Regions from separate parts of the Mus musculus genome. Here all the other regions are linked to region 4. A link is a contact called in public HiChIP or PLAC-seq and Micro-C data. All regions are on one chromosome and are shown on one strand. The core of a region is the stretch at or near the end of the contact, and the rest is flanking DNA. Distances in the headings are between cores, read along the strand shown. Region 1 has its middle 32 kb from the start of 9130015G15Rik. Region 2 overlaps Gm32849 (a long non-coding RNA gene). Region 3 overlaps 9130015G15Rik (RIKEN cDNA 9130015G15 gene). Region 4 overlaps Nav2 (neuron navigator 2).

Region 1 (6,632 bases), core at 3,594-6,093, 140 kb before region 4:
TTGCTCAGCCATTGAGCATTTGGGGTGTTGCTGTCTCTCTTCAGTCTACAGAACATTGCTTTTCTGTTTGTGAAAGCTTCCAGGGAAGGCTGAGGGCTATCCAGCAGCAAGCTCCAGCCCTTCACAGCCTCTCAGGCACCATCCTTCCTCCACCCCACCGCCACTCTTAGCGACTCCCCTCTCAGCTCAGCCTCTCCTGCCCTTGTCCTTAATAGCATGTGACACTTGGCACAAGAGCTACCAAGCTGAGGAGGAGCTTAGTTCTATCCTTGATGCCTTTCTCTAAGTGCTCTTGTTAATGTTTCGTGATGGATGGCGGAGAAACCTGGGAAATGTACCAGCCTGGATTCTTAAAGTATCTGCGTGCACTGACTTAACGTATTCATTTATTCAGTGTGACAGCAGAGAGAGGAGTGCTGTGAGTGCAGAAACAAGCTTCAGAGGGGAGTGGGGAATAGAAGGGACAGGACTAGCTTCTATTAAGCCTCTCTTAGAGCCAAGCATCTTACCATTCACTGAGCATCGACCTGCCAGGTTGCTGTGAGTATCTCATTTGCATATGAGAAAATAGACATGAATCTGCAGACGACTATAGACACAGACGGACAGAATTGGTAGCAAAACCTACTCCCTCTATGGCTGTGAATTGGATAACATCAATAGCTAATGGTTATGCCTGTGTCCTGGGAGCCAGGCCCCATCCTGAGCTTCTTGTGGGTTCGAATATACTTGTACTTGTGTGAGGGAGTTGACCACAATGACCCCCATTTTACAGACCAGGAACAGAGGCTCAGAGCTTAAGTCACCCCTTAAGTGTGATAAACCCTTCTCTGGCAGGGCTGGGAGCTGAGTCTGGGGAGGCCGCTCCTGGACAGAGCCATCCCACCACCCCACATTTTGCCTAGAGACAATTCAAGGGTGACTAAAGACAAGGGTCAGCAGCCTTGTGCTCCTTTGGGACCCTGGCAGAGAAGGAAGAGAGCAGCAGCTCTCTTGATGCATCTGATAGAGCTGACAGGGGTCATTTTGAGAGACCTGGCTCAGGGTGGCTTTCCCTGCAGAGACTGGGCAGCGTCAACTCGGACTCTCCACATTGCACTCTTCTCAGCCCACAGCTTCAGGCCAGGTGTCTCTCTAAATAGCAAACAGAAATGACAAAACACAGAACCTTGACAGGGGCTGTCAGGACATCCCAGCCTATGAGGAGATGGAAGACTGCAGGTGGTTTGAGGCCAGAGTTGACAATGGAGATGAGCCATCCCCAGGAACACCTCAGGCTGGCTGGTGTGAGGACCTCTCAGGCACAGCTTTTATCAGTAGAGCAGCTAGCTAATCAAGTGTGAAACCAAGGCTTGTGGCCAGGGTGGCTGGCTGTGCTGAAGAAGCAAAAAGGAGGTCACCTGTGCTGAGAGGAAGGGAAACCATAGAGGTGGTTGTGGCAGAGCCTGGTAGGGCAAACCAGGGCTGCAAGTGCACACATTGGGGGGCTGCAGTGAATACAATCAGATGTGCTAGTGTGTCCTCCCTGGCTGTTGATGCAAAGTAAAGGCTGCTGGTAGAAGGAGGAGGAGTAGAAATAGGACAGTCTGGGGCTCCAGCATAACCCATGAACTCATCTGTAGGAGCACTGCTCCAAGGGAGACATGTCTCCTGGACACGTGTGATGGCTCATGTGACAGCTGCAGGTCTGAGATGTGAGTAGGATGTGTGAGCAGGTAGAGCCAATAGCGTTGTGATTTGGATGAAAGGTATTTGAGAAGGAAGAATCAGGCATACTATCCAATGCCACCGAAAGTGGACAGAAAATGGCAGAGGGGCAGGTCATGAGAAAGAAGGGGGACTCGAGAACTCTCTTGGCTTTGATCTAGTTGCCAGAACTTCTAGAAGTCCAAGTGGGACTATGGGAGAGGAACTTGGCGTGGCAGATGCAGGGGTCCAGCCTGAGGTGCAAGTTGAGAACGGTTGAAGCAGAGCATCTCCAGAGCTCACTGTGGCCTTCTAATAGACCTGGAAAGGCAGAAGAGCAGAATCAAGCGGCCAGAATTCCGTTTCTGTGAGTGCTCTTTGTGGTGAGAGTCTGATTCATTTCCACGTTACACTGCAGAGCAGCTAGAAGTCATTTCACGCATCTGGTTCACAAAAATTAAAGAACAAAACAGCAGCACCAACAAGAACCATCACCAGTGGCCCAGAGAAGGTGGGTGGGTGGGTGTTACAGATCTGAACTCAACTCAGTTTTCAGTGCCCATATCTTCCTCTGTTTATGCCACACCAGCTGGCTGTCTCTAAGGCTGTATGTACCTGGAGACATGCCTCTGTCCACATTGTGTCTCCTTCCTACTGTGCTCTGCTACTTTCTGGAAGTGTTCCATCCCTGAAACCTAATAGAGCTAGGACCATATCCACCAAGGAGGTCAGTGATGGCAGCCAGGGCAGGCCAGATGGGCAGGGCCTCAAGAGAAAGGCCCTACTAACACTCCTCACCTCTCAAGGACACAGTCTCTGCGTTTAAACACATTCAGCCATCAGAAGAGCCATAAAAAGACCAGTATTATCTCAATTTGATAGAGGAATAAAATGAGTTTTCAGACACTTACTTGTTCAAGTGTCAGAGCTGGGAAACAGGAACCAGAATGTCAACAGGCCTCTCCCTGACACAAATGTCCAAACGTCTAACTATTGGCCATGTATGACAACACACCCATACCAGCTGGCCACAATGGAGCTTCCGAGCACGGTATAACCTAGTGAGCCTTCTGACCACAGTAGTCAGACCACACACATACATACACACACATACACACACACACACACACACACACACACACACACACACATCCACACTGTAGATACAGTTGCTTTACACAGAGACAGTGGCTGCCATGTGCTGGAATGGGCTCTAAACAGTTGAGAGCATCATCTGCATCCCAGCTCTGCAGTCAGGCTCTGCCTTGGGGCTCACAGCATCATGGAAATCTGTAGAGAGGTAATGTGTCAGTCAGCAATGATCAGATTTGAACTGACATTAGGATCAGGGGTGTCCATCTGGAATGAGAGGAAGGTGATACATCTGGGAATGAGGAACACTCCTGTGCTGGGGAGACCAAAAGCAGCTAGATGGGCTGTGGTTCTAGCTCAGCTATGCACCACCCTCATAGCTTCAGCCTTTATTGAAGTAAATGGATGTACTTCTGACTTTCTGACTCTTCTAGTCCTGCGGGGAAGATGGATAATGAGAAATGAAAGTATAGAATGTGTACTAGCCATGATGGCATGTGCCTTTGATCCTAGCACTTGGGAGGCAAGGAGAGGCAGAGCTTTCTGAATTTGAGGCAAGGCCAGCCTCATCTATACATACAAAGTTGCAGGATATCCATGATTTTATATATGTGTGTGTGTGTGTGTGTGTGTGTGTGTGTGTGTGTATGTATGTACATTTATACATATATACATATAGTCACACACCATCTTAAACTTTAATGCTGTGGAGGACACAGGATCATCAGATGGCATGATGAGTCAGAGAAGTTGTCTATGAAGAGTATGCCTGGCTTGTTTTGCTTTTGAGACAATGTCTTACTATGTAGCCTAAAATAGTATAGAACTCACTGTGAAACCTAGACTGGCCTCAAACTCAAGATCCTCCTGCCTCAGGCGCCTAGGCCCTGAGACTGCAGGTACATGCCTCTGTACCCAGTTTCAGAGTTGGATATTTAAACCAGAGCTCTCTGGGATAAGAAGTGAGCAAGATCTTCCCCGGTGGAAGAATGTGTGCTGGCAAGAAAGTGGGCAGATGCTGGAGTCCAGAGCAAAGTGTGCTACTAGTCAAGGGAAAACAGAGCAGGGGCCAGGGCTGTGGCCAGACAATATGGGGCCTTGCTGGCTGTGAGAGGGGAACTGTCACAGTGGGGAAACTCTGGGAGTCCATAGTGTGGTGGGTGGGTGAGTCCTGTGACTTCTGATAGCTGAAGGTGATTTTGACTTGTGGAGGGAAGGCAGGTTGGGAGGAGAGTGGTCAGGGCACAATCATGGGCATGTCGGGAGCTCGGGTAAGAAGGATCAGTAAGAACAACCTGTGTGGTACCAAGGCCCATGGGAAATGGATGCAGGAAGCAGAAAAGCCAGAGCATGCTGATGGATCGATAGCGCCGCCTAGGATGGGTTAGTTCTACTCGGGATCTGAGATGTGGAAGATAAGAGAGAGGTTCAAACTCCATCTCCTTAGTTCAAACCCAGAGCCTCTATTTACTACCATTTTAGCCCTGGGCAAATGACTCAACCCTTCAGGGCCTCAGTTTCCCCAACAATAAAATGGAGATCACAACAGATTCATAGGGCTATTTGTGGGGTTTTTCACAAGGGACTCTGTGTAAAGGCTTGGAGTCACACCTGAGTACAGTAGGTGTTACACAGAGGAAGCGTGCGCTCTTAATAGGAGTCTATTAGTAGGTTTCCACCCCACCATTAAGGGATAAAGACTCTCAAGGCCAATGGCCCTTGTTTGGAAAGAAAATGTTCTGCAGAGCAGGACCCCGGGGAGGAACCTTCTCTCAAAGTGTTTGCATTCCCTTCCCCAGCGTGAACTTGGCAGGCAAAGCTGCTCAATGTAAACACAGGTTCCCAGCTACAGCAAATACCAGGTTAGGCAGCACGGAGGTGGCCACACAAGCCCCAGGGCCAGCCGATGAAACAGGCTAGCTCTGTACTGACCTCACCAGCCCATCTCAGGGCTCCCCGGTGGGGCTGGCTTTCCCTGGAGGCAGGGCCTGGACACCTGTACTGTCTGCTCTTTTTACTGGAATGGCTAGAGATGAGTCACCACTATCACTCACTGCTTCCTAGCCTGGGCTCTGTGAATCACAGACTCCCAAACATAACACTGAGTGGAATCAAGATGAGGAGTCCCTGGGGGGAGCAAGTCAGCATGGAGGGACAGCAGTGCCCCACAGTGTTATAAAGTCGTGTGAGATCAGAGGTCTGTGGGGCCCTGGGAGCAGGGTGGGGGAGGTAAGCATGAGGGGAGGGAAGGAGGGAAGGCTGCAGATCTTAACAGAAGTCAGCTCTAACTCAGTGTCCTCCAACTTCTGCCTCAACTCGGTGTTCCTTGTTCTCCAACTCCATGACCCACTAACCTAGAAACTGACACAAAAGGAACTACAAAGGAGACAGGCTAATCTGTGTTCTACCATAAACTTAAAATGTTTGTATTAGTTATTTTTTTCCCATAACTGCTACAAAATCTCTGACAAGCAACTTGAGGAAGGCATGGTTTATTCTGGCTTACAGTTTGATACATTCCCCCATGGTGAGGAAGACATGGAGGCAGGAGTTGGGGGCTGGCAGGTCACACACTAGGTGTGCAGTTGGGAAGCAGACAGCCATGGATGATGTACACAGCTCCCTTTGTGTTCAATCCTGGACCACCCCAGCCTCTGGAATGGCCCCACTTATATTTAATATGGATCTTCCCGTCTCTCAATCTAGATAATTCCTCTCAGAAATGCCCAGAAATTTGTCTCCCAGGTAGGTAGACTGTCATTCTTTACCAAGGCCATCTTGAGTAGAGTAGCTGAGCCACCTGCATGTGTTACTCCATGAGATTCTCCTGTGAGCATGAGTGGTCAGTAGCTCATGGGGAGTTGTCCCTCTAACTAGAGGAGCAGCTGTCATAGGGAAGGTGTCTGTAGTGTGTGTGCGTCTGTGTGTCTGTGTGTATGCATGCACATATGCACATGGATGGGGGCATGCACCTTTACCAGTGAGCCATCTTACCCATGCAAATGTTCTTAGCATTGGAGAAAGATGTAGCTTTTGTATAGTTCCAATCTTTTAATTTTGGTAAAATATAAACAGCATGGCATTCACTGTCTTACCACGTGGGATAACTGTTGGATGGTGTTAGTTACACTCACTTCCTTGTATAGTATCACCAACTGTCCATCTCTAAAAGGCCTTCATTTCCGGAACTGAACCTTTACCCAGTAAACACCTTGCCATGTCTCCTACCTCTAGCCTCTGACAACGAACTTCTGCTCCATGTCTCTGTAACTTTGACTACTTTAGGTGCCCATGGGGAATCATACATGGTTTCTCCCTTCTTGTCTGGCTTATTCCACTTCACATCGAGTTTTTGAGGTTCATCCGTATTGTAGCACATGTCAGAATGTTGCTCTTTGTTAAAACTAAAAACATCCATTTTCATGGGCACACAATGCTTTACTCTTATTCAGCTAGCAATGAGCGGCTGGGTTGCTTCTGTTTTTGTCATCGTCATCATCATCACCACCATCACCATCACCATCATCATTGTGATGCCTCTTTTAGACTGATTTTGATAAAAATGCTTCAAAGCAAGAAAATTCCACAATAAAGACATGGCTTTCTTCCCTTTATCCTGTGTTTTCACATGCCACAAGGCTTTTACAAATAAGATTTAAAGGTAAAATAGAGGTTGGAAGATGGAGAAGAGCTGGCTTGTGCTCCTGGCCCTGTCTCCTACCTAACTGTATGCTTTGGGAGAAGACCCTTGAATGTTTCATGCCTGAGTCCTTAGCATGTTGAAAAAGGAGGGCCAAGTGTGGACAGTGGTTTGTAAGAGACCATAATGAAAGCAATATCTATAGAGTGTTCCC
Region 2 (7,718 bases), core at 1,046-3,545, 240 kb before region 4:
GCCACAGGAATCCCTTCAAGACCCCCTGGCTTGCGCAGAATGCTCTCTATGTGACTCTTGGAAGGAGGGGTGGAATCCTTGCCTTTCTTTCTGCCAGGCCCTAGTCACATCCTCAGTGTAAGTCAATCACACTGCTTGTCAGCAAGCCCGTGGCCAAAAGGGTGACTGGGTGACTCAACTGACTCTCTAAGTGGCACATAATCCCTTCTGAAGGTTTGCTGCTCAGGACCCAGCCTAGGTTACCAAGCCTCATAGACCAAAGCCCTGAATCTACTGAAAAGGAGGAGTTGCTTGCTAGCTGTGGCCGCTTGGTCTCTGGGTCTCTACTTCCTCACCTGTCATGTTTGAGAATATTATATTCCCCTCTCTGGGAAACAGAATACTGAAACTAAACTGCATCCATCCCAGCGTGCCTGGCTGAGGATGCTTTTCAGCATCCATTCCTAAGGGTTTCCTCACCCGCCTAGCTCTCCTCCACCCTTGCTTTTCATGTGATGGTGGGCACAGCTTTACTTAGAACAATGAGAACATGGCTGGGCTCCATACTTTGCTCTGCTCTCTACCACACCCTGCAGGCAGGCCCTCCAGATTGAGTAAGGGCAGGGACCAGGGATAGAAATCTCCTATCTGAAGGCGTCCTAGCAACGATGCAAACCTGGGGCTGTTCTGCCCAGCCTTGTGCTTAGGGGTCAGCTCAAGTATTCCTTTCTCTTTGTCCACTACCATCTGGTCGTTTTGATCAAGAGCCCCAGCCAACTGTCACCTCTCTCACCCCTGTTATATAAGGCACAGTGAGGCAGGGATAAAGCTGGGATTTCAGTGTTTGTAAAGTACCCTCCTCACTGAATGGTTTGGATAACCACGCTCTCTCTTGGGCCCCAGTTCCCTAGTCTGGTGAGTGAGGTCTCCTTCACAGAACAGTCTCAGAGTGTCCTGGGACTTGGGAACATGCAGGATCCTCAGTTCAAGTGGACAGTACAATCCAGACACAGTCACGCAGCGGCCCAGGGAGGCTACAGGTAATGCTATAGCAGACTCTCACAAAGGCCTGCCTCTCCCTCTGCAGTCTCCATACCCACGCCTCACCCTTGCAATAAAGTGAGAACTGGTCCAGAGTGCTCCTGTTTCTTTGATTAAAGGAGTGTGGCCTCCAGAGGCTTCTAATTGGCTGATGAATGATGGAGAGAATGCGGCTTCTTTCTCATGAAGCTGACAGGGTTCATCAGGAAGGGGACATCCACAGTGCTGACGCCAGCTTCTTGCCTTCCTCACAGCTGGGGTGTCCCTAGCTATCCAGGCCCTGTCAGGAACCCCTGAGACCCCCAGCTTCTCACAGTGTATGCCTGGCCTCTGACAGACACTGTCAGCCATTCACAACCACAGCCATTGATTTTAGGCAGAGAATACCTTCTGTTTCCTTAAGGCAGTTTCCCTGAATCGGAGAAAAATTATGAAACATCTGATGAGGGAGTTGTGTGTTGTTGTGGTTTTGTTTTGTTTTTTGAAGACAGGAGAGTGATGATCTGCATGCTACTTCATGATAATCCCCTAATGGTGACAAGATCAGGGTCACAGCTGACCAAGGTGGTGCATGCTTTCAATGCCAGCATCCAAGAGGCTGAGGCAAGAAGAGGACCGCCATGGGTGACACATAATGAGTACCAGGCCAGCCAGAGTAAAAATAGAGATTGGCTGTCTTCTGGCTACTTAACCATATCCATGTAAATGAATTCAACCAACCCACCCCTGGGGTCTCACTGTTTACCGTCCGGGTGTGCATTTATTCTTACTGTCTTTTATGAATGTAACGCTCCTTGCAGAAAGATGTTAGAATGCAGTTTTCGTGAGAAAAACTGAAGCCTGGGAAGGTCAGCCCCTTGTCCACAGGTTTTTGGGCTCCAAAGCCTATTGGACCTGTGTCACTCTGTAGGCTGTCACCCTGAGCTTGAGGTAGAGACAACCTTAAAGTGCTGTCCACTGTCCCCTATGAACTAATACACCCTCTCAAACACAAAGGTAACAGTGGCCAAGTCACACCCAGGCCACAGTCCTCCTTGAGCCCACACACACTTCTGACCAGTGGAAACCACCTCATGCCTGCCCTCCAGTGCTTTCAGACATCCTCCTTTCTCACACGGGCTCAGGCTGTTCCCGCTACCAGGAAGGAAGCAGCCTCCTGTGATGTGAGAGCCACGCATGGGGTCTGAGTCAGGCTCACACGGATCTGTATCTGAGCTCTGCCCTTCCTCACCTCTTGAACTGCTAAAGTTCCCTTCCCCAGAAAATGGAGACATGCCAGGACCTTGTTGCTTGATGAGTCAGAACTCTGGCCCTGCCCTGTCTCCACCTGAAACCAGTCTTCTCTGACTCAGTGGTTAACACATCCACCACACTTGGAGCCACCTCCCATGTCCCTTCCTCTCAAGACCCGTAAGGGCGAAGGCCCCACACTGACCTAATGCTAGATTGTATGTTTGGCAAAGCTTAGACACGGTCTATGGAACAATTTTTCTTCAGGGCTCCAATCCTCACCTGCTTCCTCCTGTAGCATCCTAACTCTCTGCATCCATGTCTCCCTGCTTCATTCTCAGCCTACCATATTCACCTCCCTGGGCCCTGCAGCAGTCTATGTTCTCTCTGTCTGGATCCCTCTGCCATACCACTATGTTCTGATCTTCTCCTGGAGAGCTTCTACACTTCATATAGTTTAACATGTAACTCAGGCCTCCTGTGCTCCCTAAGAAAGTTTGTAGACACCCCAGGCCGACCAGATCCCTACCTCCATGTTTGCATAGTCTCAAGACTGCCTTCTTGCCCAGACCCCACCACATAGTACTTACTGTCTTTGCCTACCTATCTACCTCTCCTGTTTGGCTGTGACCCCAAGGACTGGGCCACCTCTAAGTGGAGACTTTCTTGGCTCTTTGGAGCATCTGCCCATTAGGACAAGCACCTTCTGTGAACAGGGTGTGTGTTGGCTACTGTTACCTATGTGGTCCAGACAGTGTGTTAGTTTGTAAGGGGACAACGCTTCAAGGCTGTGTCTACATTTATATGTACATTTTCTGCTTCAAGTTCAAACCTTGTTCATCAGCACAGCAATTAAAGGCAGCGCCAAATGACAGATGGCCCGGCACTGAGCCTGAACCTTGGCTCCACAGCAGGCCTGGAGTAGGGCAGACATGTCTGGCATGGTAGATGCTTTCATTGATCTAGAGTCCATCTCTAAGGGTGCTGCTGTGGAGCCAGCAGGATGACATCAGTGCCAGCAGTGGGGGTTGGGCCTAAAAGGGCCCATGTCACAGTCCCCTAGGATGACTGGGCAAAGTAGACCATCTCTATTCTAATATGGAGACTTTTTGTTTTATGTTGTGTTATAATAGTTAATTTAATTTTATCTGAAATTTATGGTAGGAGGTTCCAGAATCCTACCTTCCAAGTTTCTTCAACATTAAGAATACCCCCACCCTCAGACAACAGCATCCTGACAGTTCCACAGACAGTTCTGGATTTTCATAGTTATTACTCAAAATCGTCATGTCTAGGTTCTTGGGCATCATTTAGCAGGCAATTAAGATATTAGTGTCTGGCATTATGTAAGAACAGTGTTGGTTGACATGATTCTATGTAAAAGACTACAGTGATACCTTCCCTACTTCCTGTTCGCCCCTCCCCGCTTCCTATTAGCCTCTCCCAATTTCATGTTAGCCCTTCCCCGTTTCATGTTAGCCCCTCTCCATTTCCTGTTAGCCCCTCCCCGTTTCATGCGAGCCCCTCCCCCACTTCCTGTTAGCCCCTGGTGTGAACAGACTGGCTGGGTATTACTCTGTGAATGATACTGGCTTCTCCATAAAAGAAATACCAAGTTAGCATCCATATCGATGCCTAGGCCATAAATTTAAGGCAACATACAGTGCACAGCACCAGCATGGACGCCACAGTTTTAAGTCCACCAGTGCTAGATCTTAACTTGGCCACAGTGGGAACCCCAGAGGGTCAGTGGACAAGCAGCCAAGATGAAGCCTCATGGTGACCTCCAGTGGCTTCTTTTCCTCTGAATGTTTCAGATCATCCAAAATGTTTCAGATCATCAATTCCTCTGCCATGTTCCCACCACAGCCATTCTAGCATATATTCTCTCAGAGAGTTGGGGCCCGATCCCTTCTCAGCTATCTACATCTCCATCCAAGTGAAACAGAAGAGAGAGGTGCAGCCCAGGAAGGTGAGTCCTGCTGTCTGTTGTTAGTGATGTGGAAATTATACATCTTGTTTAAGGAGGCACTGACACATCTATGTACACAGGGAACCAGGCTGGGAAGTGTGAGGCAGCCTCTGTGAGGACCATCACATCAGTGGCACTTCTTTTTTTTTTTTTTTAATATTTTTTATTATTACGTATTTTCCTCAATTACATTTAGAATGCTATCCCAAAAGTCCCCCATACCCTCCCCCCCACTTCCCTACCCTCCCATCCCCATTTTTTGGCCCTGGCATTCCCCTGTACTGGGGCATATAAAGTTTGTGTGTCCAATGGGCCTCTCTTTCCAGTGATGGCCGACTAGGCCATCTTTTGATACATATGCAGCTAGAGTCAAGAGCTCCGGGGTACTGGTTAGTTCATAATGTTGTTCCACCTGTAGGGTTGCAGATCTCTTTAGCTCCTTGGATATTTTCTCTAGCTCCTCCATTGGGGGCCCTGTGATCCATCCAATAGCTGACTGTGAGCATCCACTTCTGTGTTTGCTAGGCCCCTGCCTAGTCGCACAAGAGATAGCTATATCAGGGTCCTTTCAGCCAACGCTTGCTAGTGTATGCAATGGTGTCATCGTTTGGAGGCTAATTATGGGTGGCACTTCTGAGGCGGCAGACAGACTAAGAAGAGGGCCTTGCTTCCTTGAAATTAGTGGCTTTGGAGATCTCCATGCCATCAGGGAAAAGCCTGCTCTCACCTGCTCTTCTCATCCAGCAATGGACAGGGAAGGATTCCGTGGGATCAGCCCTGCCCTGCCCTGCCCTGCCCTGCCCTGCCCTGCCCTTGCCCTTGCCCTTGCCTGAAGATGTCTGCTTCTTCTCCCTTGCTGAAACATAGCCCTAGCATGCATCTGAAGACCTTCTGAGGCTGCTATTGGGAGGTCAATGGTACAGAAAGTATATTCTTGGACCTTGTGAGCAGCTGAGCACTAGAGGACATAAGGAAATGCTAGGTGAAGACCTGAGAGCTAGCACCAGTTTTCTGTTGTTTACATCCCTGCCTTGCCAACAGGTAAGAGGGAGTAGTGGACCTGAGAAAGAGCATTCATTCTCTCCCAGCATCCTGATGACAGTGTCCATGCATGACCCTGGTCCCACCCTGTCCCCATGGAATATATGTCCTCTCTGTCTTTGATTACCCTGTGACCGTAATAGCTGAAGGAGAATTTAGACATCCATTCTCCTCTTGGGAAATAAAACCATGATCAAGCTTCACGAAGACTCAGGCATGACTGCTTGTCCCTCTCCCAAGACAGCTGTCACTGAAACATGCAGATGACAGGGGCTTCAGTGGGAGATGTCCCCTTGGGAACCCATCACCTGAATGCGACTCCCTCTCCCAGTACTGGCAAACACACACATAGCCTTCCAATCCTTACTACAAATATAGAGTCCCCATTTTTATGTGTAAAACTTAAGACTATTCTACTAATATGATCTGTTCAGGCATAAAGTAAATTTATTTTTTCAAACAAGAAAAGCATGTTCTGTTTCCGATGAGTTCAGCGATGTTTCCATTTCTAGAGTTCATATTACAGACTCAGTAGCCTCATCAAGATGGTCGAGAAGGGTTTTTAGGCTTTTTTTTTTTTAATCAAATTTTGGACTATTTGCATGTGCACAGTGAGATCTCTGAAGAGTAAGACCCAAAATTAATTCATATTTCAAAAAGACATTATATACATAGTCTTGGGTAATCCTATATAGTGTTTTTAATAATTTGTATATGAAACAAAGTTTCACGGTGTGGACTCTTGTACAGTGTCATGTAGATGCTCAGACCATCTCAGACCTGGGAGCAATTCAGATGTCAGTTTTGGATTGAGAATGCTCAGCCTCTATTCCAAATTCTACCACTGTCAGGCATACCAGCCACCATTATAACTGAGACCAGTTACCCGACAAGCAGCAACTTAGGGCAAATCTTGGTTCCCAGTTTGAGAGGATTTATGGGAAGAAAGCATGCTGGCTGCTGGTGGGAGTGTGAGAGTGCTTGTCCGGGAAGCAGAGGCAGGTGAATGCTGGTGCCCAGATGGCTTTCTCCCTTTTCTCTTTCTATTCAGAAGGAGGCCCCAGCCCATTCACTGGGGGAGTGGGGTCTTCCCCTCTCAGTTAACTGTTTCAGAAAATGATACCATCAATATGTCCAAAGGCAAGGCTCACCAATGCCCTAGACATTTCCTAACTCAATGTTGGCAATCAAAACCAAGCAGTCTAGATCAGAGGGACGGCTTAGCATGTGAAGGTGCTCGCTGCCAAGCCTGCTGGCCTGAGTTTGATCTGGGGGACCCACACAATGGAAGGAGAGGACTGACTCCTCTGCCCTTCACACGGTGGCACCCCCTGCTGTCATGCTCACTCTTAGTAGTGAACATTCTTTCTACAAACTAGGTAACGTCCTTAGATCTACAAATATGAATACACCTTCCATTCACTGATCCACAAAACATCACAGTGCTCCTTCTCAGATGAGCTGAGTCCTTTGCCCCATGTCCTTTAGCAAGCTAGTGAGGAACCAGTGTGTGATCTTGTATGTCTTCAGAGCCTAAATTCACAGCCTGTGACACATCCTGGTCTCCAGATCGGGAGGGGGCATGGGAAAGGGGGGGGGGGTAAGACTCAGGTCAGCGTCTCCTGATCACACGTTCTCATCTGGGTAATGAGATGGGGCTCCTTCTGTACTGCTGCTGTAACAGCTAGGGGAGAGTGAGGAGAGCTGGGCCACACTGGAGACAGGACCTTCCTGTAACTCCCCACCCCCCACTCTGAGTGACATTTACTCTGTTACCACTCTGTCCTCTCTGCGCAGATGCTTTTTCTCCTTGGAGGAGGTGCATTTCTGTCTTAGGACATTTTACCTGCCAGGCCCTCACCTATGTGGCTGTCCTCATTCTATCTGGGACTCTTATTCACAGGATGCCAGCTATGGGTTCCTTTGCTTGCATGTCCAGTGACTCCCCATTGTGCTTCTGTTTGTGGGGGGAGGGGGAATGAGTCGTGGCTAGGTATCGCCTTCATTTGTTTGCCTGTTTGATTCTTGATCAACTCCCTGACTCAAGTACATGTCCCCTGGGAGCAGAAACTCAGTCTAGCCATGCCTTGCTTTACCTAAGAGTGCTGTGTGTGGCTAACTGTTGGTCAAGTGACTTGGGTGATCTTTAAGTCCCCACTTCAGGTCAGGCACTATGTGAAGAGAAAACAATGTTGAGGTGAAAGGTACAGCCCATGCATCCTAAAAGCTTGATGCCTCATAGGGGTGGAGGCAAGGCAGGACATAGGACAAAGAAGACAAGGGATTGAGAGATGGGAACAAGGAAGGAAGGGTTCAGAGAGAGCTCAGTATGGGGTGAGAGGTGAGGGACAAATGTACAGAATAGCATCTGATGTCAAGCATCTGATGAAGCATGGATAAATATGGGGATTGTATATGGTGTCAGGCCTTGGGAAAGGCCCAAGGGGACAAAGCT
Region 3 (6,810 bases), core at 709-3,208, 200 kb before region 4:
TGCCCTAAAGCCTTCCTTCTGCTCCACACTGCCTCAACCCTGGAAAATGCTGGTCTCCATTCCCCCAACCTTCCAAAGGACTAAAATCCCCATTTATTCCCCCTGGCCTCAGCAGCAGCCTGGTGAGAGCTGTGGCCGTGGCTGGAGGACATTCCTGCTGGTAAATGCCTGTCCTGAAGACCTGGGCGCCTCGCTCGGGATGTCCCAGCAGTGCAAAAGTGAGGAGGGGACACTCTGGTTACACATGTCACCTGGCTATCTGGGACTAGGAAAAGCATATTGTTCAAGAGTGATGAGGTGCCGTCCTCTCCTTCCCACAGAAAGTGGCGCCAGCACAATGAACGTCATCCCCCTTATACCCCAGCCCCCAGCCCTGGGGACACCACTGTAATAAGCCTTGGCTGTGTGCAAGCTCTCACCCTGCCTTGTCATGCAGTCCACGTGGCACCATGCAGACATGTCACTTTCCTTCTGAGGGACTCTCCCTCTCCTGAAGAAATACTACAGGTGCCCTGGTATTCAGTGGTAGCTGAGGAAGAGCCCCTGTGTCTTGTTCTTCTTCTCCTGAGAGCTGGGCTTGACCTGCTCATACTGCGGAGTTCTCTTATAAGTGGCCTGTGGGTGAGGCTTGGCCACTCCCATGCAGGGTAACTAAGGTGGCCATTTGAACTGGCATGTGTTTGGGGCAGGAAAGGGGACTCTAGCCCTTTCCTGAGATCTTCATCCAAATCTTCCAGCGGGGGTGGGGGGGGGAACCTAGCTTGTCTGGAATCCACCTTCACTTTCAGGTTTACCCATAAGCTTGGAAGCTCTGTAAGGACTCCATTGCTAAGATCTACCTGTCCCCCTTGGCAGCCACCACGGCAGGCAGATTGAAGTGTTTGAAAACACCTGGGCATGAGGAAACGTGGCTGGGAGGTGTGGGGGAAGGGTGGCAAAAGAAAGCCCGCCTTGATGAACCTGGGAGACAGTCTCCTGGGTAGCATGCCTAAGGAACTTTGCAGAGCCAGAGAAAGGCTTGGAAAAATCCAGATAACTTGCCATGGTCACCTTAAGGCAGCCCTGGCTCAAGTACGTGTGCTTTCTCATTACTCATAAGATAAGACTTCCCACGTACTACACAGGTACTGTCTCGGTCACTTTTCTTTCTTTTTTTTTTTAATTTTTTTTATTACATATTTTCCTCAATTACATTTCCAATGCTATCCCCAAAGCCCCCCCCCCACTACCCACCCATTCCCATTTTTTGGCCCTGGCGTTCCCCTGTACTGGGGCATATAAAGTTTGCCTGTCCAGTGGGCCTCTCTTTCCAGCAACCCTGTAGGTGCAACATTATGAACTAACCAGTACCTCGGTCACTTTTCTTATGGCACGACCAAGAAGCAGTTTGAGGGAGGTGGGACTTCCTGTGGCTCATGGTATAAGGTGAAGCAGTCTGTCCCAGCAGGGGATGCACAAAGTGCGCCTTTGGTCACCAAGTATCCACAGACAGGAAGCAGAGTGGACAGGAAGTGGGGCTAGGTTTCAAAATCCTAAGGCCATTCCCTAGTGATGCACTTCCTCCAGCACGGCCCCACCTCCTAAAGGTTCCACAAACTTCCAAAAGAGGAGGACCACACTCGGTGGGGGCAGGGCCGGGGGGATGACATCAAGTGTTCACACACAGGAGCCTGTGGGGGACACTTCCACTCAAGCTGTAACCAGTGTGCTGGTTTACTCTGTGGAGGCACACGGTTTGTGAAAGGCACCTACGAGTTCTCTTGCTGCCCTTTTTTAGGCAGTGAGGATTCCTTCCTGGTAAGAAAAAAAATCTACGTCAGAGCCCGGAGAATGGAAAGTTTTTTTTTTTCTGTAATATTTATCCCCGCAAAATAAATATTTCCCCTTCTATCCAGGTCCAGCCTATCTCTGTTGACAGCTTCCCAGGTCCTCCTGAAACATCCAGTCACTCCAGGAACTGGGAGCAGGGTGACCGGGCAACTGGGTTTTTTTGTTTTGTTTTGTTTTGTTTTAATTTTGACTGGACTTCTTGTAGCTTGAGAGGAGGCTGCCAAATGACCCAGTTGATTGACTTGCTGGGGAGGGTGGAGCCATGGCTGGAAAGGGAGAGGAAGTGCTAATGAGCATGATCCTGAGGGAAGACCCAACCCCAAAGAGCCAAACTAAGGCTTTCCACACATGGGGTTGGAGCAAGGTAACCTGTTCCCTGGAGTCAGCCTGCAGACACATCCCCACATTTCCATAAGGGTTCCCTTCAGTCAGCTCTGCTCAGAGGGGTAGATAACATGCCTGGCTTGAGATGAGCAGGCTCTGAAAGGGCATCAGTTCTGAGGGCTCTGCCTCCTGGTCCATGGGATGGACTACTGCCACTGCTCTGTGGCTGCAGGGCCCTCTGTGAAACAGGCCAGACTTTGTCATTAGCTGCGGCTCTAAGGCCCACGATCAGTCACTCACTGTCCATGGGGCTTATTTCAGGCCTTTCAATATACATCCCTTTTCTCTGTCTTTAGACTTTGCACAGCCTCCCTCCCTCCCTCCCTCCCTCCTTCCCTCCCTCCCTCCCTCCCTCCATCCCTCCCTCCCTCCCTCCCTCATGCCCTCTAGGGTCCTACTCACAGAGCCTCCCCAGTGCTGAAGGATTTCCCATCACTGACCCCAGCACCCAACCCAAGCACACACCCCTTCACACCTCCTTAGAACCCCATACACCTCCCGCTCTCCCACAGAGCACTGCATCTCAGTATGCATGTCATTTTCTGCACACGCCTCCCCCCCCCCCCACACACACACACACCCCAACTGCAGTTCACAGCAGCAGCCTAGGTGGGGCCCACTCCACAGGATGTGCTCAGTGAACACATAGTAGTTGAAATTAGGGGCTGAACAAACGTGAATCTGCCCCTGTGGTCCTCTTGGTCTGGCATATCCTCTTCCAGACTTCAGGTTACAGCACGAGGTTTGGTTTGGTTTGGTTTGGTTTGGTTTGGTTTGGTTTGGTTTGGCTTTGATCAGCTCCTCTCTGGAGGCCAGGAGGCTTTCAGTGTAAGCCAAGGGTTCGCAGAAAGGGGAACATCAGTAGGAGGTGCAGCTCTAGGGCCAGGGAGAACAGCTGTGGCCCCGAGGAAGGCTCTATGGGAAGTGGATCGGGGCAGGGCAGGGACTGGGCTAAGCTCCACCCCAAGTTTAAGTCCAGGCAAGGGCCAGATAATGGTGGGCTTGAGCAGAAGTTCAGCACATAGTAGGACCTTTCCATCAATTGCTGTCTGTGTGATAAGCACTTCGCGGGCTTGATTCACTGACTTCTGATGGAAATACCTCTTTGTAGAGCCCAACTACTGTTCCTAAGTCAGCCAGGAAAAGAAGGAAAGATCAAGGAAGATGGGAGCTTACCCAGACCCACAGGTAATGTCCGGCCAGCCCTGGTGCCAAGCCTTTGATCCCAAGCACATCCCTGGTCCACTGTGCCCTGAATAAGATCACAGAGAGCAAGAGTCTTGCTATCAGCTCACGACCTTACCCCCCCGAGGGGTGAGGGGCATGGCTTGGGGGTGGAGGCCAGAGGTTGATCTGGATGTCTTTCCTCAGTAGCTCTCCACATTGCTCTAAAGATCAGGGTCTCTTGTAGAACCCAGAGCTGTCTGTTCAGCTGAACTGGGCCCTGAGCCCCGGGGCTCCTCCTGCCTCTGCCTCCCAAGCCCTGGGATTACAGATGCATGGGCTATGCCTGGCTCTTTTTTTTTAACATGGCTTCTGAGGATCCTCAGACTTGCAAGGCAAGCATTTGACTGACTGGGTGTGTTGGTTACCTTTTCTGTTGCTGTGATAAAATACCATGACCAAAAGGCAACTCGATGAAAGAGTTTATTTTGGCTATGGTTGCAGGGAGGTAGAGTCTTCCTTGTGGTGAAGGTGTGAAGCCTGAAGCTGGCTGATGGTGTTTCCATGGAGACATTTGAAGCAGAGATAGAGAACAGGAAGCAGAACCTGTAACCCTGTGCATCTAATGATGCTCTGCCTCAGGAGGGCTCTACCTCCTAAAGGTTTCATATCCTCCCCAAACAGCACCGCTAATCAGGGACCAAACACATAAGCCTATGGAGGCCATTTCTCACCAAATCACCAGGTTGAGCCATATGCCGGCTGCTTTACACACCATTCAGTCACTCCATGGGCACTTCCTCTTGGACTTCCTAGTGCCCCTCTCGGCCCCACAGTCCTTCCTAGCAATTGACTCTCTCCCTTTGTTCTCTAGTAGCTTGGGAACGTCTCATAAGGCTTATTTCTACAGCCCACACAGAGTGCCAGCCCACAACGGACTGCAGGCTGTTAGCATTTTGTCGTGGGCTTGAGCACAAAGGCTTGGACTCAGTTTACCTCAGAGTGTGCAACACTGCATCTCACCGCTTCCCCGTGGTGTGAGCCTGGAGGACAGACTGATTTTAATGTCAGGTTTCATGTGTATGTGGGGTGGGGTGGGGAGTGCAGGCGTGTGGGGTCTCCAAGTTCCGTTGAATGGAAAGCTAGGGAGTGAAGAGACTCACAGAGCTCACTCACTGTCACTGCTTTCTGGAGCAGAAAGTTACAAGAATACAACTAAACAGTAAGCTGCATAGATGGCAATAGCAACCTTCCTTTGGAATGAACCTCATAGCTATTCTCACCTACTGCCCCCCTTCCCTCTCTCTCTCTCTCTCCCTTTCCCTCCCCTCTCTCCCTTCTCACTCTCTCTCCCCCTTCCCTCTCTCTCTCTCTCCTCCCTTCCCCCCAGGATTACCCCCCTTGTAGATACTATCTGGAATCTATGCTCTGCAATGGGCTGGCCATTGAAGAAACAACCATGCTGTAGGTCATGAACCGTGGGCAGCAGTAGGACCTAGGAAGTGAAAGGACAAGCATCTCAGGCCCAGAGTTAGAGGCCCAGGAGCACACAGAGACACAGTGCTGCTGTCTTGACACAGCTGTGCGTTCTCCTGAAGTCCTGACCTCAACAGAGGCAGCAAGGGTGCCTGCTTCTGAAGAGAAGCCATTTCAATAACTGATGCTCAGAAAAAGGATCATCTATGTACAGAGAAAGAAACAAGACCCCATTCTTTAATCATACAAATCTCAAAATGGTCAAAGGTTTAAATATAGGCTTTCAAGCTATGAAACTCCTATACAGATTCAGAGCAGAAATGCTTTAAGATATGTATCTTGACAGTAATTTGGGGACATGGTGCCCTTAGTGCAGGTAACAAAAACAAAAGCAGATGGGTGGATTCTGTCAAACTAGAAGGCTTCTCCCCAGCAAAGGAACCAATCACCAGGCTGGAAAGGGAAGAGGAGGAGGCGTTTGTGAACTAAGTGTCTGGTAAGGGGTTAATACCCAGGGTTTATGTGGCTCTTAAAGAACTCAGCAGCCAAAAAAAATAATAATCTGATTAAAAATGAGAGAATGACCTAAATAGATATTTCTCCAAAGAGGATATACAAGTGGCCAGGAGAAAGAAAGAAAGAAAGAAAGAAAGAAAGAGAGAGAGAGAGAGAGAGAGAGAGAGAGAGAGAGAGAGAGAGAGAGAGAGAGAGAGAGAGAGAAGGAAAGAAAGAAAGAAAGAAAGAAAGAAAGAAAGAAAGAAAGAAAGAAAGAAAGAAAGAAAGAGAAAAATCATGCTCAAAATCACTCATCAAATGCAAATCAAAACCACAGGAAAACTGTTCTAGCTCCAGCAAGGATAGGTATTGTCAAAGAGGAAGAGAGCAGCACTCCTGGCATGTTGGCATGTTGGCATGGGTATAGGGAGAATGGGAGACGTTTTCATATAGGGTGTGGACTGCACGTGTAAATGAGAACAAACACTATGGCACAGAGTGTGGCATCCCCCAAGAAGCTAGACACACAGCAGCTGTATGCCCAAGCTATCCTGCTGGTGGGAGTAGCCAAGAAATGGAACCTGTGTGTAGAGAAGACAGTTAAACTTGAGAGCTGACTGAGGCATGTCATACTTAGCCTTGTGTAGGCCCAACCTAGTCTCCATTAGATGGCTAAGAAAGTGGTATCTATAAACAAGAAACAGTATCCAGGCATTAAAATGACTGACATGCTATCATCTCCAGTAACACAGATGAATCCGAAGGATGTGTAAAGTAAAACAAGACAGGTCCAGGAAGCCATAAACCCCATGTGGACTCAAAACCATTGGCCTCAGAGAAGCAGACAACAGGATAGTAGTGACTGGAACCTAGAGAAGCTACTAGGAAGAGACAGGGGTAAGACTGGGTGTTCAGGATGCAGCTGGAGAGGAAGTGAATCTTAATGTTCTGTTGCAGAGAAATGGCATTGATCTGAAGTAACAGGTACCTTTGGGGCTCACTGCAGTGTGTGTGTGTGTGTGTGTGTGTGTGTGTGTGTGTGTGTTTGTATGTGTGTGTGTGTGTGTGTGTGTGTGTGTGTGTGTGTGTGTATTCCCGCTGCATCTCATACATGCACAAATCACCACGTGCTTGCTTTAGTTCTTTACTGATCTGGTGGTGCAGTGCAGGGGATGGGACCCAGGGCTCTATGGACATCAGGCAAGCTGGCAGCATGCAGCTACTCAGTGCTTTGCTTTTGGAAAACTACGTATTACCTGGAGCCAGCAAGATGACTTAGGAGGTAAAAATGCCCATGACCAAACCTGATGACCTGAGTTCAGTATCCAGAACCCGCACAGTGGATGGAGCGAAATCTATGTTATCCTCAGATCCACATGCACCCTGTAGCGTGCACACATGTATGCACACACAAATCAGAAAAATAGAATTATTTTAAACACTAATAAAAACATGTGTTCA
Region 4 (6,840 bases), core at 4,118-6,617:
GCTGGTCATGGCAGTGGGTGTGAACAGATCAGCCCCTGTGTAAACAGACACCATGAACTGATGCTTGTAGTAGGAGAGAGCCAGTCCTTGGCCACAGTCCTTGAATTCAGAAATTACCTGCTTCAGTATCCTAACCTGCCACTTTGGGAGCAGGGGCTTCCAGGACTCAGGATGGGTTGTACAGTGCCCCAAGCACACGTCTGCCCTCTGAGCAGCAGAGATAAAAGTGACCCTTATCAGTGTTTCGTAAGAGCCCAGTGAAGTTAACAGGGCAAAGCATCATGGTGGACGTGAGCGTGCTAAGAGTTCTAGAAATATCTGTCACCTCCTTTTTCAGCTCTGAGTGTATGTCGGGGCAGCCGAAGTGAGCTCATGTGACCGTCCCCCTAGTGAGTGAGCCTCCAGGACCTGCATGCCCTAATGGTCCAGGTTCCATCCTCTCTCTGCTGGCATTGCCAACATTGACAAATGCATTTTGTCCCACACTTGGAAATGAGCTAAGCAGAGTCACAGTTTCCCTGAATCCATCCCTACAGCATCACCAGCTGATGGTTCTGCTAGCAGATGCACTGAACCTGCTAACTTGGCCTTATCAGCACATCCCTTCTGTAATAGAGTAAGCTCCCTTAGCCTGCACAGGGTTTGCCGGGAGCCCCTTGACCACCCTGATGCCTCCGTCAGTGCAGGGATAAGGGCTTTTGCAAGGCTCCAAGCATCTGGCTCATCTTATCCAGATGACACTTGGAATTTTAATCTTCCAATTGTGGGTTTCCATAAATCTGGGTTGAAACTGTCACCCCCAATCTCCTCTGCTGTGGGAAAATGGCTTTGAAAAGATGTACAGAGGCGGCAGGATAGGCCCAAGGGTAGCTAGCCAGGAAAGGCACTCTTGGGTTACTGGAGAGGAGCCACCAGCAGGGAGTCCCAGGACTTCTCACTGACCAAGCGGCCTCTTTGATTTCACTCCTATGGGAACCCAAGTTGGGACTCCGGGGTTCAGAAAGAAGGTTTTCCAAACATTGTGCTTTGTTTAATCATCTCCTACCCACCTTGACATACCCATTTACAGACAGAGAAAAACTGAGGTTCCCATAGGGCAACTTGCCCAGAGCTGCAAGGCAGATGATGGAGGAGACTTGTAAATCTGTTTAACTGACATCAAAGCCTATGGATTTCCGGGCATGTCTGACTCTGTCTTGTTTAATCTATGGATTCTTGGAGGCAAAAAAAAAAAAAAAAAAAAATCCTTGAAACTCTAGCTCTAAGTTGCTACGACTGCTGGTGACTCCTCTAGCTGTGCTCTGTTAACCCCTCTAGCCCTATCCTGCCCACTCCACTTGGGAAGGCAGATAAGGATTCTGTGTCCTATAGGACTTCATTTGTGAGGGTTAATATGGGGTTGTCACGAAACCACATTAGCAATTCCTGGAGACTGTTCCTGTGACAGGTATGCCCATCAACTCTCCTGGTTAGCTATCATCATTCTTATGTCTGTGAGAATTCCCAGAGACCCCATTGCTTTACCCAGGGGACTCTAGATCACAGGCGAAAGCCTGGCAGCATAGGCCCTTTATAGCAATTGGGAAGGTCAGGGAGAACAAGGGGAGCCTCCACAGGGCATAGACCTTCACTGAGTGAATTCTACAAACACTCAGCGTCCCCGGTAGCTCTTTCTATGGACACATAGCTTGTGACTTGGCACCAGTTACTCAGCAGTGAGTCTGGTAAACTTGGGAGTGAGCTGGCCTGCACCTGTCCAGGACACCTGCCAGACTGGGGAGAGAACACTGCTTCAAGGGATGTTATGAGATGCTTGTAGAGCTTCAGAAAGCCCGTCTCCTGCCTCTGACAGCTTTTCCCGCAGAACATCTGCAGACTTAACACGTTAAGTAAGCATCAGGTCTCAGGTGTAGTGACCACGGCTGGAGTAACTGGCTATATGAAGCCCTTGCCTCCTCTTTTTATACTCATTGCTCCCTAGGTCACATACATTAGTGGGGTATATCAGAGCCCCAATAGATTATATTTTGAGTGGACTCAGTAGCTAGAACACTTGCTTTCACAAAGCCAACTTGGTGGAGGCAGTATTTGAACCACCCTGGTTTCAGCCCAAGTAGGATAGAATGTTATCTTGCAGACTCTTGGAATCTGAGGGAACCCCTGGCATTCTACTAAGTGGATGTACTTTGAAGGAGGCAGGCTTAATGTTAGTGATGGCTTCTGTGTTTCTCCTAGCTGCCTCACTGAGTTTGCATTCTCTCACCAACTAGATGGCAGACAGTTCTTACCACAGGATGCAGCCGCTCCTCACTGGCATTTCTGTATAGGGAGTCTGACTCCAGGACTATTCTGACTAGCCTTGGGTGTAGTCATGTGTCCTGTGCATATTTTAGGTCCCGGGGAGTGAGCCACAACCTCACTGAAGAAAAGAAAGCTGGCCCCAGGAGCTCAGGCATGGTTGCCCCCTTCTGTGCACATCCACAGACCCCATTGAGTTCTCAAGTGTCCAGGGACTGAGAAGCAGGAATGGCCTCCATTGTCTCTAACACATCATGTGGATCAGTTCTTCCCATTGCTAGGCCGATACCTAGAGACCTGCCCAGAAAATCTACTCTCAACCAAATTGTTTCGCTCTGAGAATCCAGATCTGAAACCAACTTTGTCCTGAAATGTGAGCCGAGCGAAACTGTGGCTGATAGCTTTGCCATGCTGTGTCTTTCAAAAGAAAGAAGGGGGAGTGTGTGTGTGTGTGCATTTGTCTGTGTATGTATATGTATGTGCCTGTGTATGTGTTTCCCAATATATATCTATGTCTTCATATTTGTGTGTGTGTCTCTTTGTATGCATCTCTGTGTATGTCTGTCTATATATGTCTGTTTCTGTGTCTATATGTGTGGGTTTTCTTGTCTGTCTCTTGTCTGTGTATATGTGTGTGTCTATGTTTGTGTGTGCATGTGTATGTCTATGTGTATCTCAGTCTCCTAGACCCTTTTTGAGCTATCACTATGCCACAATAGCATCATGAGTGACTATAGAACAAGGTGGGACCTGAGTCTGGTTTAGTCTTAGGTCTGCGTTCTTAAGCTCCCAGCTTTAAAAAATTTCCCCATAGGGGACGATGTGAGCCAAATGAGCATTAGGGCCTTACCTCCAGACCCAAGTGTGTACTTTAATTAATGCCTGATAATTTTCCTCATGGGTTATTAGGATGGAACATTTCAGAGCACAAAAGATGACTTTGTTTATAGGGAGGTTTTGTTTTTTAGCCCCTGAAGTAACCTGATAGTTTATTTTTCTGTCTGATCCCAATCTCCCGGACGGCTGACAGTTTGCCTTTGAAATGAGTCAGCTTTGATCAGGGATGTGGCAGCCAGACAGGTCCTTTTTACTGTCTGTGACTTAGCCCAACCAGTTTGGCAACAGCAAGCTGCATCTCTGGGTGGGGAGTGGAATATGGTGGGCACTGAGGCAGCCTGTGACAATGTAGCCTGTCTCTTGGCCGAAACCAGCAGGCTGGCACTTCTCCCTCTGCTCCCTGCGGGTCACCCATGAAGCATCTCTCTTTGCTGTGTGGGCATGAGCAGCATGGAGCTGAAGTCTCCCACTGCCCACCCTCCATATACACTGCTAAATGTCAAAAGCTTTGTCTTCACAGCCTCCTTCCTGTCCCTCTTTGCTTCACCTGGTCTCTCTCTGTCTGTCTCTGTCTCTGTCTCTGTCTCTCTCTCTCTTTCTCTCTCTCTATAAGGCTTTTCTCTTCCTAAGCAGAGTGCAATGTGGCTGGCCAGGATCTTTGACTTCTTCTGAAGCAGTTTAGGACTCCGTATGTGAAGATACAACCCAGGGACCACAGTAGCCCTATGGGTCAGGAGGCAGGATGACTACGTTGAAGACCACTATAGGAGGATGTGGGGGAGCTGGCTTATGGCCATCTTCTGGAGGTGGAGGGGTGGTTGCAATAAAAATCAGGTCTTTGCTTTAATTTTAGCAATTGCCTTCAGAGTCAGGGGTGGGGTGTGCACTTGAAATCCAAGCACTTGGGAAGCAGAGGCAAGAAGACTGAGAGCAGAGAGTTCAAAACCAACCTGAGCTACATAGTGGCACTCTGTGTCAATAAATAAAACAAAGCAAAGCCACTTTCAGCTTTACCCAGCCTCAGCCTCTGTTGGGTAAGAACAGAGGGCAGTAGAGGGAGAGGGCGTTTCATGGACATCTGAAATGCATTTGTAAGACAAAGACTCACAACCACCCAGGCACCTTGCCACTGTTTGGTTCTAAAGGCTGGGGTGTTCACCGCTACGTTTCTTTCTAGGATCCACACTCAAGTCAACCAAGGGAAGCTTTCCAGGAAGAATATCCAGCAGCCCATGGGGCTAAGAAGGTTCTTCATGACTTGATGTTTGGGAAAACTTAGCATGGAGGTCAGGCTTAGGATTCTATGACAAGATGTCAGCATTGGGCCTGAGCATTTGAGAAGCCCCCTTCTGTGTCTCAGGACCGTCTGACTCTGGGTGCAGGGAGGTGCTGTGATATTCATTATATGGGAAAGGTCCCCTAGTAGATGGGGCCACGTTGACACAGAGACTACATCATTGCAAGTCTCTGTGGTCAGTGGGCTGGCCTCCTGTTGGCATGTCTTTTAAATAAGACAGTGTTCATCTTGGTTTCTTATGAATGATGGATTCAGGAGCAACCCAACGAAGCAGGTAGACCTCGTTGTAGTCGTGTTGGTTAGGAGCAGGACATCAGTGTTTGTTCATCCTGAGAAACAATTTTGGGCAGCAAGGCATAGTCACCGGGGACAGGCCATCGGTGGAGTCTTTGTTGTCCCACACAGGCTTCAAGCAAAGTGTTAGAGGCACAAATATAGGCTGTTCTCCAACCCCAGTATCCATTAACCCTGATTGGAGAGCACAGACAGACGTGTGCAGTGGCTTCCTGTCTGCTACAAGCAGCCCTTTAGATCACGGAGAAAGGCCATTGCTCTCTAGTTCACCACACCCTCCTGCAGACAGTTGCATATTCCAGACAGGGCTCTATCTCCTCCAGCATTGCCGCATCTCATCTCTTGCAAGATTTCATTAAAGCTCCTCCAGGGGGGATTGGAGTGGGGAGTTACTGTGGTGGGAGATTACCAAGGTCAATCCTTCTGCAGTGCTTTCCCTCCTGCTCATTCTTGGCACCAAAATATTCCCAGGCGAGCACATTATGCTGGTGTCATGTATCAAAACTATATAACAGATTCACCAGGCATCTGCTGAACCGAGACACTGCCCCTGATTGCAGTGAGTGTAGTGTTGGCCTTGGGAGTATGGACGAGAACTGCTTCCTCTAGTGAGTGCCAGCTCCCCATTAGCTGAGAGCACCCATCACATAGGAGAGACTGCTGGGGCTGCTCTGTCTAGGATCAGGTTAGAGGCCACGAAAAGACTGAACTGTGGAGCTCTTCATCCTTCCAAGCTCTCTGCTGCATTAGTGGGAGCCACGCTTCACGGTGACTCCATGTGTGGGGGTGGGTCCTCTTGTGAGGTTCAGGAGTCACTGCCATCTCCCGGGTGCCAGTGTCCTCCCTGTGAAATGGGACAGCAATCCTTTCCTCACAGGGCACTGTGAAGTTTCCCTGAGGTGCCACATGTGGTAGATCGGAGTTCTGGTGCATGAGGGAGTTGCCAGACACACAGGAAGTCACTCCCTTACAGACACACAAGTGAAGGATGACACACGGGCCGGGGAGACCATCACTCTCTCCTGCTTGGCAGTGGAAAATCCCTCTGTACAACAGAACCAGTTTTACCTGCAAGCACGAAGGAGCCAAGTGGAAAATAAAATAACCGCAGCCTGATTGGTTTGGCATACGTTTCCTGGGCCTCACCCAATCTGTGGCTTAAAGGATTGGGAAATGGCCAAATAAACATGGGCCTTTGTCTAGGAATGTTTGGCCATGGTAAGGGGAAGCATGGGGTGCGCTAGGATTAAGGCTGAGGTGGCAGGTGTAATGACCATGGCCAGTTGGCTTAGTGACTTTTCTTAGTCACTTTCTAGTGTGTTTGGGTCAGTGTGGGAGGAGCCAGGCTTCGGGTGATTAGGGGAGGGTGCACATCTCTTCTGATCTGTGTAGCCTGCCCTGGCTGAAAACCTATAATAGGCATTCATCTAGTTTTATACAACTTTACCAAAGAAGACAGGATGGGGAAAGAACTCATTTTCACTTGTGTCTCCCAAATATACATCCAGTTAGAGTCCTGGAGTCATTTGTACTCTCTCTTGCCTACCTTGGTGCAATGGCAACCATGGTCCCCATTCCTCTCAGACATGACAACCTAATGCTTGGTTAATCACCAACAAACAATGGTCCAGTTTCGTCCTCTTGAAGTGCAAGGTGGATTTTATCCTGGTCAGCTTTCAGGGATCAGATCTGCGGGGTGGTGTTCAGGAAGGGTGCCATATAAATAGTATTGTGATAGCTATGACAGTCCATTTATTGGTGATGTTGAATGATAGATGGCAGAGTGGAAAATTATTCTTTGTGATTCATCAAACCCATCTTTTCTTCCTTTAGTCCTTCAGTTTGTCATCCATCCATCTGTCTATCCATCCACCCATCCACCCATCCATTTACTCATCTAGTACTTACTGTTACTTGAGTAGACAGTATCTGTAAAGCCAGTAGAAATAGTAACTGTAGGTCTTGTCTTCAGAGACCTTAACAGGTGCAATAGAAGTTAAGAAAAATATAGATGATATGATGAAAAGGGCAAGATTTATTTTTTTGGTGGGGGAAGGGATTAGCATTTGAATCCAGATTTTGTTGAGGATCCCAGAGGACACCCCTCCCCACAA

Evidence for each region. Hi-C and Micro-C count contacts between places; a contact is called where the count stands out from the background. HiChIP or PLAC-seq counts read pairs in DNA pulled down with a chosen protein or histone mark.
Region 1: a contact with region 4 is called in a FOXA1 HiChIP or PLAC-seq map of pancreatic cancer cells. The contact joins two enhancer-like sites. A contact is called at or near these places in 1 of 484 Hi-C or Micro-C datasets (nephron progenitors), 1 of 115 datasets of contacts at active chromatin or transcription factors (pancreatic cancer cells) and 2 of 9 other capture datasets (adipose tissue and liver).
Region 2: a FOXA1 HiChIP or PLAC-seq map of pancreatic cancer cells shows a contact between it and region 4. The contact joins two enhancer-like sites. A contact is called at or near these places in 1 of 115 datasets of contacts at active chromatin or transcription factors (pancreatic cancer cells) and 1 of 9 other capture datasets (pancreatic islet).
Region 3: a Micro-C map of the AtT-20 cell line shows a contact between it and region 4, with 8 times the contacts expected there. The contact joins two enhancer-like sites. A contact is called at or near these places in 1 of 15 datasets of contacts at CTCF or cohesin (pro-B cells), 8 of 484 Hi-C or Micro-C datasets (the AtT-20 cell line, the HL-1 cell line, Sertoli cells and 4 more), 3 of 115 datasets of contacts at active chromatin or transcription factors (VIP interneurons and embryonic stem cells) and 1 of 9 other capture datasets (adipose tissue).

What each region holds. Positions count from the first base shown.
Region 1 is chr7:49,191,193-49,197,824 of GRCm38.p6, forward strand. It overlaps a transcript of Nav2 not described here. Among named protein-coding and RNA genes, the nearest start is that of 9130015G15Rik, 32 kb to the left of the region's middle. Within about 2 kb of position 4,844, at least 40 of the 459 cell types and tissues checked have an H3K27ac peak or open chromatin away from gene starts, as enhancers often do. A contact at or near this core is called in pancreatic cancer cells, where this site is marked.
Region 2 is chr7:49,091,551-49,099,268 of GRCm38.p6, forward strand. It overlaps Gm32849 (a long non-coding RNA gene), which reads left to right. Exons shown (of 2, transcript XR_391458.3): 2 at 1-7,718. It also overlaps a transcript of Nav2 not described here. Among named protein-coding and RNA genes, the nearest start is that of Gm32849, 54 kb to the left of the region's middle. Within about 2 kb of position 2,296, at least 69 of the 459 cell types and tissues checked have an H3K27ac peak or open chromatin away from gene starts, as enhancers often do. A contact at or near this core is called in pancreatic cancer cells, where this site is marked.
Region 3 is chr7:49,133,698-49,140,507 of GRCm38.p6, forward strand. The region is part of intron 3 of 9130015G15Rik (RIKEN cDNA 9130015G15 gene); the gene reads right to left. It also overlaps a transcript of Nav2 not described here. Among named protein-coding and RNA genes, the nearest start is that of 9130015G15Rik, 25 kb to the right of the region's middle. Within about 2 kb of position 1,959, at least 5 of the 459 cell types and tissues checked have an H3K27ac peak or open chromatin away from gene starts, as enhancers often do. A contact at or near this core is called in the AtT-20 cell line, where this site is marked.
Region 4 is chr7:49,326,939-49,333,778 of GRCm38.p6, forward strand. The region is part of intron 1 of Nav2 (neuron navigator 2); the gene reads left to right. Among named protein-coding and RNA genes, the nearest start is that of Gm51448, 20 kb to the right of the region's middle. Within about 2 kb of position 5,368, at least 39 of the 459 cell types and tissues checked have an H3K27ac peak or open chromatin away from gene starts, as enhancers often do. A contact at or near this core is called in the AtT-20 cell line and pancreatic cancer cells, where this site is marked.